Regions from separate parts of the Mus musculus genome. Here region 2 is linked to region 1. A link is a contact called in public promoter capture Hi-C data. All regions are on one chromosome and are shown on one strand. Each heading gives the region's core, a stretch centred on a gene start, on an enhancer-like site or on the middle of the called end of the contact. The rest is flanking DNA. Distances are from core to core; before and after follow the strand shown.

What was found. Capture Hi-C pulls out chosen DNA fragments and counts their contacts.
Region 2: a contact with region 1 is called in a promoter capture Hi-C map of pancreatic islet. The contact joins two enhancer-like sites. A contact is called at or near these places in 18 of 484 Hi-C or Micro-C datasets (the 63-12 cell line, the C2C12 cell line, the HPC-7 cell line and 12 more), 9 of 115 datasets of contacts at active chromatin or transcription factors (bone marrow-derived macrophages, cardiomyocytes, craniofacial prominence and 5 more) and 3 of 9 other capture datasets (adipose tissue, liver and pancreatic islet).

Annotation. Positions count from the first base shown.
Region 1 is chr11:8,542,923-8,546,084 of GRCm38.p6, reverse strand. Tns3 (tensin 3) reads left to right here. Exons shown (of 31, transcript NM_001083587.1): 8 at 734-856. Among named protein-coding and RNA genes, the nearest start is that of Tns3, 120 kb to the left of the region's middle. Within about 2 kb of position 1,549, at least 37 of the 459 cell types and tissues checked have an H3K27ac peak or open chromatin away from gene starts, as enhancers often do. A contact at or near this core is called in pancreatic islet, where this site is marked.
Region 2 is chr11:8,614,515-8,617,676 of GRCm38.p6, reverse strand. Tns3 (tensin 3) reads left to right here. Exons shown (of 31, transcript NM_001083587.1): 2 at 1,826-1,937. Among named protein-coding and RNA genes, the nearest start is that of Tns3, 48 kb to the left of the region's middle. Within about 2 kb of position 1,651, at least 21 of the 459 cell types and tissues checked have an H3K27ac peak or open chromatin away from gene starts, as enhancers often do. A contact at or near this core is called in pancreatic islet, where this site is marked.

The sequences.
Region 1 (3,162 bases), core at 300-2,799:
TTTCACTGTGGTCTCATCTATTGAACTCCTGTCTATTACTTTCATATATTAAAAAGCTCTGCCCACCCCATCAGGGAAAACCAGAAAGTGGAGAAGAAACAGCACCTCCATGTGGCCTGGAGGAGAAACAACATCCCCATGTGGCCCTCCCAGAGGTGTAGCCAGAGACTGCGCTGCTTGCTTGGGGCTTTGGCCCTTCTCAGTGATTTTCTAAATTCTTTTAACAAAATAGAGGCAAAAAACCTGAAGGTGCTCCTTAGTTTCTGGAGGGCTGGTTGTCCTTGATGTGTGGTCTGCATAGCATGGGAAACACTGAGTTCACTGTATTGCCAGACTCCTTTTTAGCTTGAGTGGGTAATACTTGACAGCATTGTGGGCCACAGACTCTGTTTAAAAAAAAAAAAAAAACAAAAACAAAACTAAAGATCTTGGGGTCCTAGATTCTTTTACAGTAAACTCTGAACTATTTTAACGCCTCTAAAAGGCTTCTATAGAATTGTCACCCAGCTGCAAAGGTGCAGACCAGCGCCTGGTTGAGGTGTGGTCTGCAGGCAACGTGGTAGCCTGCATTTTCGTTCCTATAAAGGAAACTAACTGGCCATGAGCTCATTAGCTTTCAGAAGAGGTCTACCCAGCATCCCCTGTGACTGAGGAGTGGATTATGTCACTATGAGATTACCACAGAAGGGCCCAGGAGGTGGAAATCAAGGCACCTCTCTTCTCTGTCTTGCAGATCATGGATGTGGGCTGGCCCGAGCTGCATGCACCTCCTCTTGACAAGATGTGCACTATATGTAAGGCTCAGGAGTCCTGGCTGAACAACGACCCCCAGCATGTGGTCGTCATCCACTGCAGGGTGAGTGTTCCTGCTCCCACAGCCTCTGGGTTCCCACTGGGCTTCCAGCGCTTACGGGGCCACGTGGATTAGATCAGGCTGCTCACAGGCACCAACTGATTTTCCTTGAAGCCACCGAGTTTACAGGATACCTGTCACCTGGTGTGACATGTTCCATGAAGGTATACCTTTTAGATTTCCTATTCATCCTTAAAAACTAAGAAGCTGACGAAGAAACTAAAAAGAACCCCCAATCCTCAGGTTGTCTTTAGAATTTATAGGTCTGAGGTTTCTGGTGTTTCTGGACTTTTTAAAGCTCCCTTCTATCCATTCGATTCTGTACTTGTTAATTTTGAGTATTAGTGAAGTTGAAATGAATTGTAATATGATTGAAAACACATGGATCACCAAAGATGAAAACACCACCTAGATATTTTACCCTCCCGCCTTCCGTAAGTGATTCTGGGCTCTCTTTGTCCAGTTTATGGGCTTCTGATGTTTTCCTTTCATTACTTACCATAGAGCACTCGTTGCTTTAAACTACTTTTGAAATACCCAGAAAATGTGCCTTGAGAGGTAAGCTTTTAATTTGAAATTGTGGTTGCTGGTGCCATCCAAGGTTCACCGTCATCACGGCAGCAGGGCTGGAATCTGCTTGCTTTGCACAATGAGTGCTCCCTTTTACAGATGCCCGGAATGACTAATAGCCAGACTTGTCTCCACTAGGGCAGAGGCAGGCTAGAGCTGGACTGCGGTAGCTGCTCTCCTGTGTTACAATGGTTGTAACTCAAGCCAGCTCCAACGTGAAAGAGGCTGTGCTTCCTGTGGGAGTGTTCTTCCACTTTTTACCCCTTTTGAGCCTTGGAACAGAACTGTGGAAATGCCAGAGGCTGTTTCCCACCCTGAGAGTGTATGGCTCAGAGTGGATCCCACCTACCATGTTTTCCTATAACCTGTGAGCTGGTTAGAAGGTGAAAATTCTTACGGAGTTCACACTTAGAGTCTGACAGTAGTGAGGCGTGCACACCCCTCTCCCTCCCTCACCCTCAGGTGTTCACATTCACTGCAGCATGGAGAACTTGTACCTGCACCATGCTGTGAAGCCTGCTTATATGCGGAGGCATAACATTGGGATACTTGGCTGGCCTTTTAAAATGAGTGTGGCAGAGTCCCTTGTCCTCAAATTTCTTGGAGAGCTTTAGGATTGCCTTCATTTCTTTACATGTTTGGTACAGTCTCCCTGATGGGAGATTTGGTAGTGACTGGATCCCCTTACCTTGTTGGGATTTTCTCTTGGGGCAGTTGTGAGTGTTGGGGGACTTCTGGCTGTCCACTTTGTGTGTCTGCAGCTGTCCGGAGGAGCCCTGCAGAGCTGTTGTGTTTTGTGCTGTTGACTGTGGTGGCTCCCTTTCATTTCTGAATTTTTGAGTCTTCTTTCCTTTTAATCTTAGCCAAAGGTTTGCTGATTTTATTTTACCTTAAAAGCAAGCAAGCAAGCAAGCAAGCAAGCAAGCAAGCAAGCAAGCAAACAAACAAACAAACAAAACAGTCAGTTTTGTTGACCATTTTATTTTCTGATTCTCTGTTTTATTCTGTTCTCTATTTTTTCTCTTATATTAACTTTGGGTCTAGTTTGGCCTTTTCCTAGTTACTTGAAGTATAAATTAAGATCTTCATTTGAGATATTTCCTTTCTTTCTAGATATGGATGCTTATTGCTATAAACCCTCTCTTAGTACTGCCTTTGTTAAATCTGATACATTTTAATGTGTGTTTTTCCATTGTAGTTGTCTCATGTTAATTTATTTTATGTGTATGGGTGTTTTACCTAAATGTATGTCTGTGAACCACATGCATGCCTGATGCTAGGGGAAACCAGAAAAAGACATCTAATATTCTGAAACCGAATTTTCAGATGATTGTGAGCCAGCATGTAGGTGCTGGGAATCGAACCCTGTTCCTCTGGAAGACCAATCAGTGCTCTTAACCACTGAGCCATCTCTCCAGCCCACGTCTCAATATATATATTTTTTTAAATATTTATTTATTTATTTAATGTAAGTACACGGTAGCTGCCCTCAGATACTCCAGAAGAGGGCATCAGATTTCGTTACGGATGGTTGCGAGCCACCATGTGGTTGCTGGGATTTGAACTCGGGACCTTCGGAAGAGCAGTCGGCGCTCTTAACCACTGAGCCATCTCGCCAGCCCCAATATATTTTTAAGTTTTCATTTCAAGTCCTTGTTTGACTGAATTGCTGTTCAGTAACATGTTGCTTAACTTCTACATATTTGAGAGTTTTACAAGTCCACCTCCCTACCACCCCA
Region 2 (3,162 bases), core at 402-2,901, 71 kb before region 1:
CTTTGGCTGATACATTTGCACCAGCAGTGGAAATGGATCCATCCTGCAGATGGATGCAGAGCTAAGTAAATAAAAATGCTGTCATGCTGTTTCACATCGCCTGAGGTCCTTAAAACTAGGTCCGAACATCCTCCTAGGATTTTTATTCAGATCTGTATCTCTCACCTTCCTTGTACGCTTCATCTGCGCTCCTTCAGGGTCCTCCCTCCCCCCTGCAGTGCACTCGGTGACTCTTCTTGCTTCTGTTGACTCAGATGTGGTGGCAAGCATCTTAGAACTTACTACCCATGTACTGGTACAGAGAGTATGCACCTCTGTGTTTTTCCAACATTTTTGAAAAAAAAAATCCATCCTTATTATATATAGTTAGGTTATTTCTTGTTTCGGACAGGTTTTTTTTTGTTGTTGTTGTTTTGTTTTTTGTTTTTGTTTTTCTCTTTTGTTGTTGTTGGTTTGGTTCAGTTTGGTTTTTCGAGACAAGGTTCCTCTGTGTGGCCTTAGCTGTCCTGGGATTCTTTTTGTAGACCAGGCTGGCTTTCAACTCACAGAAATCCACCTGCCTCTGCTTCTGGAGTGTCAGGATCAAGGGTGTGTGCCACCACCACACTGCCCAGCATTGGGACAGTTTTTTAAGTGTTAGAAACATTAGTCTAAGGCCGGGCAGTGGTGGCGCTCGGCTTTGATCCCAGCACTCGGGAGGCAGAGGCAGGTGGGTTTCTGAGTTCGAGGCCAGCCTGGTCTACAGAGTGAGTTCCAGGACAGCCAGGACTACACAGAGAAACCCTGTCTCGAAAAGTCATTGGCCATACTGTGTGGGGGCTGGGGTCTGTTCAGAAAGTAAAGCACTGCCTGCAGCCCAGCCGCAGGTCCTTTTTAAATTACCTTGTCATACTTTGGAAAGCTTCTAAGAAATTATCAAACTTTTTTTTTCCTCCAAAGTAGTTGTTACTGAGAACAGGAGATAAACGATGCATTTTACTTTCTCAGTAAATTTAAATGATCCTGGTGAGAGAGCAGAAGCCCCCCCCCCCCCTCGTGTGTGTGTGTGTGTGTGTGTGTGTGTGTGTGTGTGTGTGTGTTGACGTTGACTAATATCCACATGGTTATTAGATCATGCGTGGACTGTCAGCAGCAAACAAGCTGTTTTTAAAACAGTGAATGATCTTTTAAGGGCCTCACATAGAGGCTCTGAGAGCAGACTCTACCAACAGGAACTTGGTAGATGAGAGTTAATGTCCTTATACTAACGCTTGCCATCAAGGTTAAGGAGGCAGTGTGTGCGTGTGTGTGTGTGTGTGTGTGTGTGTGTTTGTGTGTGTGTGTCCATCCCTGGCTCGTGCCAGGGCCTTCCTTTCTGCAGAACAACACACCTAGCCCACTGGCCTGAGAAGTCAGAACCTTAGTGGATAGTTAGGGACATCTTTGAGGGGGAAACTACGCAGTGAGCTTTAACTTGTTTGCTCTTGGATAGTCCTTTATTCTAGAAGCGCCTTGAGAGTCTGGAAGGGTGTATGGCTACTTTGCTACTGTAGTGGATGATGTAAGCCTGCTAGCTGCAAGCAGTGCATTATCACCTGGGTGGCTGCCTAATGTCTCAGTCCTCATGCCCTCCTAGGAGATGCGCCTACTGAGAGAGGGCGAGCTGCCCTCTGGATTCCAGAATGCCATTCTCTGGCTCAGGGAACTGGAGTTGGCTTGGTAAAGCTCCTCTTTCGGCTGTGTGCAAAGCTCACTAGATTTATTATCTCCCGAGAAAGACCTTAAACAAAAAAAGAAAAAGATGCAAGAGCTAAAGCTCTGACAGTTTCCTCCTTTACTCTTCCAGCCGGGAGAATTTACCACGTGTCCGCACAACTTTAAGAAAAAGGACTTTAAAAAGCCCAGAGTCTGTGGAGTGTGCAGACAGACCATTGACGGTCAAGGGATTGCTTGCCGAGGTAAGTAAGTCCGTGCCCTTGAACCTCTCACCCGTTAGACCCAAGCTAAACAAACAGTAACGCGTAGACAGTCGTTCCTCTGGGAGTTTCCAGAAGTTAAGTCATGGAATTTCCCCATTGCGCCTCTGTTCAGCCCCCATCCCCCAGCACCTGGCAGGGCCTCCCATGTTTATGAAGATGCAGGCTCCTAAGGAAAGTTTTCTAGAAAGAGCAGAGCTATTAGTGGGTTGTTGTGGGCACTTTGTGCTTCAGGGCAGGTCGTTTACAGCCTACACTTCACTTTTTTGGTCCGCATGTCTGTCTGTGTGAGGGTGTCAGATCTTCTAGAACTGGACTTATAGACAGTTGTGAGCTCCCATATGGAAGCTGGGAATTGAATCTAGGTCTTTTGTAAAAGCAGCAGCCTGTGCTCTTAACTGAAGAGCCATCTCTCCAGCCCCTGAGTTAGGGCCTTCTGTGTGCTGGCATCTCTCAGCCTGGTTGTGGAAAATGTTGATCTTGTCTCTAAACCAAGCCACCAGCTTGGCTTTTTTTCTTTTTCCCTTTTCTAAAAGATTAAATGTGTTTATTTCCTTTACATCCCAATACCAACCCTCTGTCTTGTCCCAGTACCCCTCTCAGGTAGATCCTTCCCCCCCATTCCTACCTCCCCCTCTTCTTTGAAAAGGGGAACCCCTTCTAGGTATCACCCACTGCAAATCAAGTCACTGCAGGACTAGGTGCATCTTTTCCCACTGAGGCTAGACAAGGGAGCCCAGTTAGGGGACCGGGATCCATAGGCAGGCAGGCAACAGATTAAGGGACAAACCTGCTCTAGTTGGTGGACCTGCATGAAGTCCAAGCTGCACATCTGCTGCATATGTGCAGGTGGTAGGTCCGGCCCATGCATGCTCTTTGGTTGGAGCCCAAGGGTCCAGGTTAGTTGCCACTGTTGGTCTTCTTATGAAATCCCTGTCCTCTTCAGGCCCTCAGTTCTTTCCCCCAACTCTTCTATAAGATTCCCTGAGCTCCATCTAATGTTTAGCTGTGCGTCTCTGCATCTCTTTACGTTGGCTTCTAGAGGGCAGTTATGCTAGGCTCCTGTCTGCAAACATAACAGAGTATCATTAATAGTGTCAGGGATTAGTTCTTGACAATGGGATAGGTCTCAATTTGGGGCAGTCATTGGTTGGCCATTCCCTTCGTCTCTGCACATCTTGTAGGCAGAACACATTTTGGGTTCAAG